Regions from separate parts of the Ovis aries genome. Here region 2 is linked to region 1. Evidence: chromatin contacts called from public Hi-C data. All regions are on one chromosome and are shown on one strand. The core of a region is the stretch at or near the end of the contact, and the rest is flanking DNA. Distances in the headings are between cores, read along the strand shown.

Region 1 (5,912 bases), core at 2,259-4,758:
CAATTTTGAGAATGGGGTGGTGGCGGGGAGGGAGGGGGACAGGTTAAAGGAAAAGGACACGTGCTCTGAGCCCAGCAGCTAGTCTTCCTGGAAGCAGGGGACCACACTCAGGTCCAGTCCACTACTACCTCATCCACCAGAGGACGCTCCTGTCTGAGACAGCTCAAGCTTCTTTCCAATGATGAGAAAGACACAGCCACTGTTACTCTTTACATTCCATCTAGAACACCGAATTCAAAGTAGGTGTGAGTATTCTTGGTGTCAAGAAATGATTACACACAAGAATGCTCTTCAATACAGAAACTCCTGTTTTTTGCACAATTCTAACAAGCTACTGAATACAGCTGTGCTGCCCAGCCGTTTCTCTCTCTGCCTTACACCTTTAGTTTGCTCCTCTCTCAAGGTACAGGTAGCTGTCAGCCAGACGGATGGCCCGAGGAAGCCCAGGGTAACTTAATCCGTGTTTATACATAGGCAATCCTTCATTAACAATGTCACACCCACAATCTCACAATAAACAGTTTGCTTTCCCTAAAACTGGATTTCTACTATGAAGACCAGTGCAAACGCCAGGACAGCAGTGTAGGAACTGGGTATTTTGTCTGAAGGGTAGCCAGAACGCCTACAGCAACCATTAGATTCTGCTTTAAAACCTTATGAGAAGCAAATATGCAGCAACTCGGGTGTCTTGCAGCTGTTTCCCAATCTTGGCTCATCATCACCACCTTGGCTGCTATTACAGACAAACTTCTAACACCCACCTCAGAAATACTGACTTAGAATATCACACCTATACTGTATTTCTTAACCCCACAGAACTGTTAATACAAGCACAATTACAATGTAACATGATGTATTTATATTATTTTAGGAAGCTTTGTTTTTAAGACCATTTCCTCCCACTGAAATAAAATGGTAACCTTATTATATTGTTAAATACTCCCATATGGAGTTGAGTAGATCTATAATCCCAGTGTATAAAGAGAAATGTGAGAGACCACAGATAATTCAGTTATAAACGAAATTAACAGTTTTTGATTCCCAGACTCCAGTCCCATTGGTGGTTTGAGTAAAGACTGTTTTTTAAAGCTCCAGAAATTAACATGAACTCCAATAACTTCACTTTTTTTCTTTTTAACTTCATCTTTTTAATCCATACTTTATTAGTTCTTGCAGAATTCTAGAAGTTTCTCCCAAAGAAAAGTTACATAATCCTAATAAATATTGTGAAACCGCAGAAATTTCACTGAGTCCAACTGAGAAACTCAACTAAGCATTTCATTTTAAAATTCAGCAGACACTAAATTATTTTAGTGTACATCATCACTTTCCAACTGAAACACACCTAATTGAAGAGGTCAGTTCAATCCTGTGTTAAGAGCCATCCACAAACGTCTCCACTCAGCAGCTGGCACACGAAGATAACGTGCTTACAGAGTAACGCCTCACTCTCACTCTCCCCACAAACATGTAGTTTGACTTTCACAGTAAGTAATCAGGCTTCCCATGTATGCAGATAATATGCATAAAAGGGAGATGTAACTGTCAGCTTCTCTGCTCCACTCCTAAGTATATGACAGAGAAAAGAAAACATACACTCTCCTGGCAAAAAAAAAGTTCACATGAATGGTCACAGCAGCAGCATGTAACGGTCAAAACAGTGGAAATAACTGCCCATTAACTGGTGAATCTGTAAAATGTGGTCTATTCATACGCTGCAACATTATGTGGCCATAAAAAGGAATGAACTGCCAATACCTGCTACAACAGGAAATGAAAAAAGCTAGTCACAAAACCCCACATATTGTATACTTCTGTTCCTATGAAATATCCAGAATTGGCAGACCTACAGAGACAGAAGGTAAAACAGATCTGCCTGGGCAGGAGAGTGTGGGGATAAAGAATGACTGCTACCGGGCACAGAGTTTCTTTCGCAGCTGTTGAAAACTGCAATGACAGTTCTACAGTCCATAACTATACACGTGCACGGCTTGATGGTACCTCAATAAAGCTGTTTAAAGAAAAAAATCAGCTACGCTGAAGATAACCCCCTCCTTTGAACCCTGTTAATACGTATTAATTAGTAACTCCTGGTGAACACTCATGTGGAATAAGATATGTGTCAAAATCAAGTTTGAAAAACCACGATAAAAAAGCAGGACGGCAGGACCACAGTTAAAACTTGTTTTGCATGTCTAAAATGTTTCAGAAAAGAAACATATTCCTAAAACAATCATTATTGCAAATCACCTGTCCTAAAAGCTTAGCCGAATAAGATACAGAGTAAATATTGAGTAACTGATGTGGTAATCAGCACCTTTTCTCTACAAAACAGGTTGGACTCAACCACATGTATCTTTCAACAGAACTCAGCTACAGGGATACAGGACGGCATAAGTAAATTCATCATTTGGGAAAGAAAAAAACAAAAAAAACAAAAAAACCCTGAGAATGGTACCTAACCAATTGGAGTAAAAGGATTTCAAAGTCCCTAACGGTCTATTATCAAGCGAAGCAAATTCCACAAAGGTTTAAATATTTGCAATTTACGGTGTTTTAAGTTTACCCAGCTGCATATGTGAGGTATCAACAGTTCACTATCAACAGAAACACTTGCTTAGTTTTCTGGGTGACTGAAGGAAAAAAAAAAAGAAGGTACTAGAAGGGTGTGGCAACTCATCCAAGGTCACACAACAAGTCAGGGCATAGACCAGCATTCTGGTTTGGACCAAACCTCCCGGGGAAATCGCGCTGACAGTTTCGCAGGACTTGTTTGTTTTGCTCCAAGTAGTAAAGAAAAAAATTAAAAAAGGAAGCAGGGAGGGGACCGTCTGTTTCGCTTAAAACTTGCAGAGACAGCTAGCTGGCCCCGCGAGGAACGGCGCTCGTGCTGGCAGCGGGCAAACTCCGCAGGGCGGCGGCCAGGGCCCAGGACCTGCGGGCAAGCCTAGGCCTAGAAAGTTCGAGCACGAAGGAAAAACACTCAGGGACGCCCTGGGATGGTGGGAGAAAGACCAAAGGGAGAGACCACCTAGAGAGAACCGTGTGTCTCCACGGGTGGGAAAACCGAACATGTGAAATAATAATAACAGCAAATGACAGCGGCGTCGGAGCCGCCGGGAGAGGGACCGGGAACCTCAGGGAGAAGCCGCGACCCGGCTAGCGGGCGGGAGCCAAGACTCGAGCCCCGCGCACGCACCCCTCGCCCGAGGCCCACCCTCGCCCAAGCAAGTCTGCGGGGCAGCGGGTTGGCCTCGCGCCCTCAGCTTCTCACTCCGTCTCCCGCGTCGGCCTTCGGACACCTCCGGCGGCGCTGGGAGAGGGCCCGGCGCGGCCTGCCCGCGACCCTACTCCCCTCACCTGGCTCAGGCCCCTGCAACCCGAAGAAGTGAAAGAGGCGGCGGCAGGTGCTGCACACACGAACCCGCGGTTGCGGCGGCGGCGGCGGCGGCTCCGACCCGCTGCCCTAATCTACCGCCGCCGCCATGTTGGCGGGTGAGGTCACCCCGGCGTGCTTCCGTCACCGCCGGCGTTGGGGCGGGGCGCGGGCGCGCCGCAAGGGGGCGGATCCGCCCTCCGGAGCGGAAGTCTGGACCACAGAGGTTTGGTGGTGAAGGCCCACCCGCTTTCTCGCAGACGTGACCCGGAAGGACCACCCTCTCCTGGCCTACTCTCCACTTGGAGAGCAGCTCTATGGTTCCGCTGCCGGCGGCGGCCGCGGGCTGCTGAGAAGGAGGCGGCCTGGGATGGGCCCACCGTCGTGGGTGCGGAGGCGGGCAAAGCCTGCGGGAACAGCTGCAGGCGCAGCGTGTGTGTAGGCGAGCCGGCTGACGGAGCGTCGGGTCCTGGGAACACCGGCCAGCAGCACTGGGGATCTGGGTTTCGAGGGTGCGGAGCGGATGCGGGGCAGTGGGGGCGGCTCAGCGCCGCAAGGAAGGCGCGCTTTAGCACCAGCCCCGCGAGGGAATCTAAGGGAGCCACGGTGTCTGCATGCCTGACGGCCCGGAGGAGGGGCCGAAGAATAGAAGGCCTTTGGGCAGTGTCCCTGCTAGTGGGGTCAGCGGGTTCTTTCTAGGGCGATGAAGATGTCTTTCGGTTGATTGTGCTGGTGGTTGAGCAGCTCTGGATACTCTTGAAGCCATTTAATTGTATTCAGTTGTAGACTTCAAGAAGATGAAGTGTATGTGAAGTATATATCTCAGTAAAGTTGTGAAAAAAGAAGTGATGAAAACCTGAATTGATGGGAGGGTGAGTCGCGGAATCCGAAAGAGGGTTGGAGTTAGTGTCCTAGGAGGCTTTGGGCCGGCGTGATTGAGGACTCGGGTGGTGCCTTGGCAGTGAAATCGGATAGGTTTGCCCTGAGTCGAAGAAGCAAGACCTAAAAATGTATACATACTTTGTGATTCCATTTAGATGAATTTCAGGAACAGGCAGAATTAACCAGTGGTTAATTGATTAAAAAGAAATCATCACTGTTGCCTCAGAGTGTGGGATTGACTAGAAAAGAGCTTTCACTAGGGTGATGAAAAGAGTCTTTTTAGTATAGTGGTCACACAGGTGTCAGGACGCATCTAATTGTACTTCATAAGTCTATGTGAGGAAGGAGATAGATGGGCTCCAGGTTGACGTTTACAACGGCCTCCTATTTGCATTTCATGAGGCAGGCAGAAGTGGGCTTCAGATTACATACTTAAAACTAGTCTCCTGTTTGTCTTCCCTGAGACAAGAGATAGGTGGGCTCCAGTTGAGGAATTTACAATCAGCCTCCTGTTTGCCCTCCAAAATGGAAGTAACAACAGTCATAGCAATAATCAGGGTAATAATATGGCAAGGACAAAGAAGGTCAAAACCCTGTTTCAGTAAAAGATTAAGAGATCTCTGCCCCTCCTGTATTTTGGGGACAAGTGATACACCAGAAAGGCTCCTTGGGGTAAAAAGTCAAGGGATAATTCTAGGCCATAATGAGTCTTGCTTCTCCCAGAAGCCTTCACTTTGAGATCAGTCTTGCCCAAGGTGTGCGTGCGAACCCCAGGGGAGGGTCCAGAAACAAATCAACCTGAGGGGACAAACGAGATGATCAGCCTGAGGGAAGACAAAGACCCAGAAAACTGCCACCTTATAAAGGATTTAAGCTTAACCAAAGACATGTCATTCTCTCTCTGAGTTCCCCTGTGTGCCTTTCCCTGTGTACTTTTCTTTTCAATAAACTTTTTACCTTCCTCGCCTGAATTCATTCTTAACTAGTTAGTTAGTCCCTGTTTTCCAGTGGTTAGGACCTTTGTTTCTGCTCGCTGCTGCTTACTGCTCCTGTGTCCGAAATCATATGCAGTTCATTCTATGTAAATTTTAAAAAGTCATGTAAAATAATTCTGTGTAGTAGGTTGCCAATTTGATATATGGTAAGGTAAATTTTGGACTGTTTTCAGCTCTAGGGTTTGTTTTCACCCCTTTTCTAAAAAGTTTTTGAATGTATACAAGGATAGCACATAGGCCAATGGAATTGAAAGGTCAGAATGGTCTTTCATTGCTTTGCAGCAGAGACCAGTGGGGGAAGGGATAGTCTTTTCAGCAAACAGTGGTAAAATAATGTCATTCTTTTACAGAAATTACTTTAATCACAAGCAGTTCATGATTTTCAGAGGTTTTGGGGTTTTTTCCCAACAGATTTTAAGTGACACAGAGTCCTAGACTGTAGCCTGATGTGATTATAAAATCTAAACTCTAATTACATTCACTTTATTTATTCTTGTTCATCAGTTTATTGAATGCCTACTATTATCAGGCCATGGCGTGTGCTGGATGCCAGGAAAAACCATGACATTGTCTCTGTTGTGAAGCTGACACTTTTGTTGAAAAACCAGATAAAAACATAGAAATAAAAGGGGGGGGAGCTTATAATTGTGGTGTATCCT
Region 2 (5,912 bases), core at 2,222-4,721, 270 kb before region 1:
AGGACAGGACTTCAACAGAAATGTCAACTTAGCTGGGGAACCTGGTACATCTGGTGTTTCTTTAACAGCTTCACAGTATTCTTCATATTCTGGCCTAAGATATACGCACAGTTACATAGCAATAATTCCTGATGATCAGTAAAGGCAGAAAACAAAGGGCACCTCACAGGCACAGTGAAGAATCCCACCTTGGACTGAGCACAAACATGAACGACACCGCCAAGCCCTGAAGACACCCTGGACTCGCCAGCCGAGCGCCTCCTCCCCGGCACTGGACAGGCAGAGGGTCGGTGGAGTTACATGGCGTCCCTGAAGCCAACAACCTCCTGCAAAGACGTGACCCTGCCCCAGCAGGTCCCTGCTCTCAAGCACACGAAGAAAACACCTCAGAGGCAGGATCAGTCTCCTGAGGGCTGAAGGTCCTCCGTGTATGCCTATTCTATGTGTCACGAACAGAGAAAACAAAGATCAGGGGGTTAAAAACTACCAGGAGGAAAACTGCAACTCAGCATCAGGAAGAACCTCCCCACACAACCCTCCACAGCTGAAAGGCACTGCTTCAGGAGACGGTGAAGTAACATCCCGGCCAGGCCAGCACAGTGGCGGCAGGTCTACTGACAGGAGCCCAGGGAGGAGATGACTTTCAGGAGACAAAAGTAAGGCTCTGAGACCTGCACCACCTGCCTCCCAAAGCCAACTGCAGAGGGGCTGGGCTTTCGAAGCACCTCAACAGATTTCTTATCCCGCAATCTGGAAGTTACTCAAAGCATTGTTCCCAAGGCCCAGGAAGGTCATGATGGACCCCACGTCCAGGAGGAAGCCCTCAGCTTCTGCACAGAGGGCTGCAGAAGGACAATGTCCCACCTTCCTGGCTTAGTGTCCGCGTCTCCTCAGAGCCAGAGTGCACATGTGTCTGCTGCTGCCTCGCTGCACTCACGGCCTGAAGCGCGTCCAGCCGCTGTTTCTCGCCGAAGGCTGCAGAGCCCACCACCAGCTCTTCAGCCTCTGACAGGAGGCCCAGAGGAAGTAGCACTCGCTGCAGGTGAAGTTCTGCTAAGGATCTATACTCTGGAAGGCCCTGGTTGTCAGGGTCTTGAAGCCAAGCACGGACTCCATCCAGCACGGCTCCAGGCTCTTGCATTTTGCTGTATAAAAGAACGCTGCAGCCCCAAATAATCCAATCCCAGAAAAAGAGTGGTCAATGCTTCACGGTTTAACTTCTCATAACCACTAAACTCCTCCTACCCAGCCCCTCCTTTGTGCCCTCAAGTCCTTCCCTAAGGGACACTGACACGGTAAGAATCAGGAGTTCTTAGAAGCAGCAAGCAACTCTCAGCTCTGGCACCCCCCACTTCTGTCACCCCACTTCATGTCTCCCATCCCTTCCTCTTTTCCCTATCCCACTCCTAAATTCCTTCTTCTTCATCTTTTCATGCATATGTTTTGAGTCTGGAGGGCGCCAGGGGGACAGGGGATGGGGGAAAGGGAAAGAATTAGATTTAAAGGGAATGGTATGGAAAGAAAAAGAGGAGATATGAGAACTGAAGGGGTGTGCTGTGCTTAGTCGCTCAGCCATGTCGGACTCTGTGTGACCTCATGGACTGTAGCCCGCCAGGCTCCTCTGTCCATGGGGATTCTCCAAGCAAGAACACTGGAGTGGGTGGCCATGCCCTCCTCCAGGGGATCTTCCCAATCCAGGGATCAAACCCAGGTCTCGCGCATTGCAGGCAGATTCTTTACTGTCTGAGCCACCAGGTGAGCTGAAGAATACTGGAGTGAGTTGCCTATCCCTTCTCCAGCGGATCTTCCCGACCCAGGGGAAAACCCTCTTGCTCCTGCGCTGACTCAGTGGGGAAGCAGTAAGGACCTAAGGACCTACCACAGTTCCAGGACTTTGGGGGGCAGCCTCTCAGGAGCCTGGTAATATTGAAGAACCCAGGACAGGACTTCCCGCCACCGATCCATTTCTGCCAGGGCCTGGATGCCCACAACACACAGAGAGCATTTCACCTCCAAGGAGCTGTCAGCAAAAAAGCCAATTTGAGTTCAGAAGTGGTTCCCCTGCACTGCCATTCCCACCTTTAGCCTGGGACTGTTCTTTACCAGCTCCCAAGTCAGTAACCATTACCTCTCACCTCCCCCCATCCCCAGTATTCAAGAGGGCCTCACAATTATGACCCCTCTCATGAGCCCCAGCAAGAGAAAACTGCTCTTTGCCCAGGAGCTAAACGTTTCTATAAATCTAAAGGCCAATCAGCTGCTGACCAGCACATGTCTCTGTATCCAGGTAAAGTCAGGGTTAACCAACAGGAAGCGTTCATTTACTCCCAAGGGGAAAAGAACAGCTGCAGTACAGATGTGGGTGGAAAGAGGACCAGCCCTAAGAGTTCGCTTAGTGAAGAAAGGGCAGAAGCAGTCTCCGCCAGAGCGCAGCATCAGAATCACACCCTCAGCCTTTATAGCACTCAGTCTTCACCGACCCCCAAACACTCAGCGAAGGCTCCCCAGTTCATCCTTCTCTGGGGCCAGCTTTGACCAGTCTACCCACGCCCTCCCTAGTGCGACCTAATCCAATGAGCAACGCAGGACCAAGATTTCAATTCTTTGATCCAGTCCTACAAGAGGACCGGAACACGACTCCTGCTCTGAACCCCAACCCGAGGAGTGAGGGGGACTACTTCGGGGAGGGGTGGAAGGAGAGGACGTCTGCCACCAGCTTACTGCAGTAATTTAACACATCAATTCTATCTTCCCATTAGACCACTCTACCCTGGTATAGGGAGAAAGAATTGATCGTGGGGTCCCACTAAACCCCGTTCACGTCTTGACGGTTTCCTCCCCGGAGAACCAGCACAAGGTGAGTCCCTGCCTCGCGGAAAAGCATCGCGAGGAAAACAAGGCATAAGGATCACACAAGCAACCACACTGCCGGAGTGCTGGCGTTTGGAGGCCTCCCACTGTCCCCGGAGGCGAACCGAGCCCCTGACGTACGCGCCCGCCGGCTCCTCCGCCAGGCCCTGCCAGGCGCGTTCGCAGGTGCGCAGCGCCGCGCCGAAGTCCAGGTGCACCACCAGGAGGTCGGCCGCCTCCTCCAGCAGAAGCGCGGCCGCCGAAGGGGCCGGGACGGCACGCACCGGCTCGCTGCTCCGCAGGGCGCCCCCGAGCGCCCTCAGCGGGGCTGCGGAGGTCGCGGGGTCACTCTTCATGAGTGCGCGCCAGGACGCAGCCCTCTAGGGGCGCGGGGTGTGCGGTGCAGTCTGGGGAGGAGGAAGGGGTGGTCCTCACAGGCTGCTCTGGCACGGGACAGCCTGGCGCCCTCGGATTTGTGCAGCACTGAGTCCCTGGGCACCCGGTCCCACGACAAGGACTGGGACCCCGGCTGGAGTATGGCCGCCCGTGGTCTCAGGTGCAGGGCCGCCGCCGCGGGGTCGGGGACACAGGGGCCGACATCTTGCCTGCGCGCGCAGGCCCGGCCGACGCTCGGTGCCCGGAGGCGCAGGGCATTCTGGGAGGTGTAGTTCCGCTCCTGGAGCTGTCGTCCTCCCGGGCAGGCGAGGGACTTCGGACTACAAGCCCCGGCAGGCCGTGCCCCGGAAGTTGTTGCGGCGAGAGGAAGCTCGCCGACGGAAGGCGTGGACCCGGGTACGAGTGGAGGCGTGGGCCTCCGGCACCTGCGCCCCAGGTCTCCAGGATGCAGCCCCGTCAGCGGCCAGTAAAGGCAGTCCGTGTGCCGCCTCCGTCGGACCCCCGTCGTGCTCACGGTCAGTCCACAGTGGGACTCCAAACCTCTTGCCAAATAGAGATCTCGTGAAAAACAGCCGTACGGTGTGTGATGCAGTTTGCAATAAAGCCCTGGCACAGAGCACGTATTCCTTACGTTATGGCTGTAATAGTAATTATTAAGTGGTTGTACGCAGACACAAGTTACGTTTATTACTGTGCTTCACTCAGGGTTTTCGGGGCTTCTTAAGTTTGTACTAAACCCTAGGTTTCCCAGTTCCTATCCTGAGGGCTCCTGAAGCGACTCCTCTTTGATTACACGAGTCAGGCCAGGCGCAAAGTCAGCACCTGATCGCGCCAGCGTCGCCTTCTCTGGTCACCAGCCTGGGCCCTCATCTCTACATAAAGTCCTCCCTGAAGGCTGAGGCAGAAGCATCAGATCCGTCAGACTCTGCGGATGAGGAGTATGGAGCCATAACCATATAAGGCCATAAAGCCAGGCCTTCACTCACTCCGCATATACCTAGCACCCTGTAAGTGCCAGGCCTTCTTCTAAAGGCTGAAGATACCACGTGAACACAGGAGACAAATATCTGCCTCTGTGGAGCTTCCATATAGTGAAAGGAAGCAAAATTAAAAATAAGTAGTATGTCAGATGGTGATAAATACTAAGGACAAATAAACAAAATAGAGAGGAGAACTTGAGAGTGACAACGCTGATGACACCTAACTTTGTTTTCTAATGGTAAATCCGGGGCTGGAGAAGAGCAGAGAGAACCTGGCCCTGTGCTCAGACTGGCCTCTGTTGGTGGGTTCACTGCCCTTGGGACCAACATGTACTTAGTGTCTGCCCTAAATCCCTCTTCATCTCCAGGCAGTATTTGTTCCCATGTAGCAAAATCCAGAGGCAAGCAGGTTTCTGGGAGGTGTGGATCGGTTCAAGGCTGAAGTTACCAGGATGTGTTATCAGTTATGCCTGGGGTCTCACAGCAGATAATGAAGATCAGTAGAAATAACATAATTATTGGACTTAAAACAACCAACCAAACAAACAAAAAAAAACCTGTTTCTTAGAGCTGGTTTTAGACGTCATTCCTGTAAAATCAGGGAAGCAGTAGTAGCATCAGGAAACAGATGTGATCAGGCCTGGGCGAGTTGGGACTAGCACAGTCAAGCCTTGGCCTCAGGAGTGCCTCCTGAAAAAGGTCCTTTTCTTAATCCCTAAGGAGAAGGCTCTTGCTATGCCCAGGCATCTCCAGGAGACGGCAGCACAGCCTTAAAAGAAGCTGACCTGCCAGCAGGTAGGTCTGTGGCTGCCAGAATGAGGTCAAGATATTTAAGGAAGTGGAAGCTTGCAAAAAATAATATAAAAATAGGATTGTGTTCTGTTTCCGTGTTTCATCCGATCTTTGTGCGGGGCCGCACAGTGGTCTTTCATCACATAACTTTAGCACTGCTATGCCCGCCAACCGATCCCTGAACACCAGCTCGGTGATACTCCCTAGCTCCATCTGAATGTATCCAGAACTTCTCAAGCTAAGATACAGCAATCCTAATTTATTCCACCTGAATTAGAGTGAACAGATGTCTTAACGACTTGGGGCTCATGAGTCAAGAGCTTTGAAAGCACCTCAGGACTTCACAGGTGGCCCAGTGGTTAAGAATCCACCTGTCCATGTAGGAGATGTGGATTCAATTCCCAGTCTGGGAAGATTCCATACACTGCGGAGCGGCTAAGCCCAGTGGCCCAGTCTCCACAACCACTGAGCCCACATGCTGCAACTGCTGCAGCCTATGCACCCTAGACCCAGTGCTCTGCAACAAACACCCAGGGCAGCCATAAATAAGCAAATAAATGTATTTTAAAATAAGCAAACCACCTAGCCTCCCCTAGGGATAAAAGCAGAAACAAGGCAGTTCTCTCAATCTGTAAGGCCTGAGTCATGTCAATATTTGTATCAGTGGAATCGTTTCGGGAAAACTAGTAGAGTAAGTGAGACACAAAACTCACACGATATCCATCCCCCAGCCCACCCAAGCCCTGGGACCTGCTGCTCCCCCTTCTGCTTGTAGGGTGCTCAGTGTATCTTGCCTGAGCAGGGTCCTGAGGGTGTCGATTTGCTCTTTGCTCATCTGCTCTGAGCAGGTGATGAGTCTGTGTTTCTGTAGCAGAAAGTGCTCCAGTCTAGGAG

The links. A called contact is a pair of places that touch in the nucleus more often than the background predicts.
Region 2: a contact with region 1 is called in a Hi-C map of muscle, with 2.8 times the contacts expected there. The contact joins the promoter of PEX26 here to the promoter of BCL2L13 in region 1. A contact is called at or near these places in 6 of 16 Hi-C or Micro-C datasets (hypothalamus, liver, muscle and 2 more).

What each region holds. Positions count from the first base shown.
Region 1 is chr3:214,914,922-214,920,833 of ARS-UI_Ramb_v3.0, reverse strand. It overlaps BCL2L13 (BCL2 like 13), which reads right to left and starts at 3,508. Exons shown (of 7, transcript XM_060413539.1): 1 at 3,361-3,508.
Region 2 is chr3:215,187,223-215,193,134 of ARS-UI_Ramb_v3.0, reverse strand. It overlaps PEX26 (peroxisomal biogenesis factor 26), which reads right to left and starts at 3,471. Exons shown (of 5, transcript XM_027968078.3): 1 at 2,992-3,471; 2 at 1,880-2,020; 3 at 865-1,160. The coding sequence starts at 3,206. LOC105614866 (a long non-coding RNA gene) reads left to right here and starts at 3,623. Exons shown (of 2, transcript XR_009600299.1): 1 at 3,623-3,761.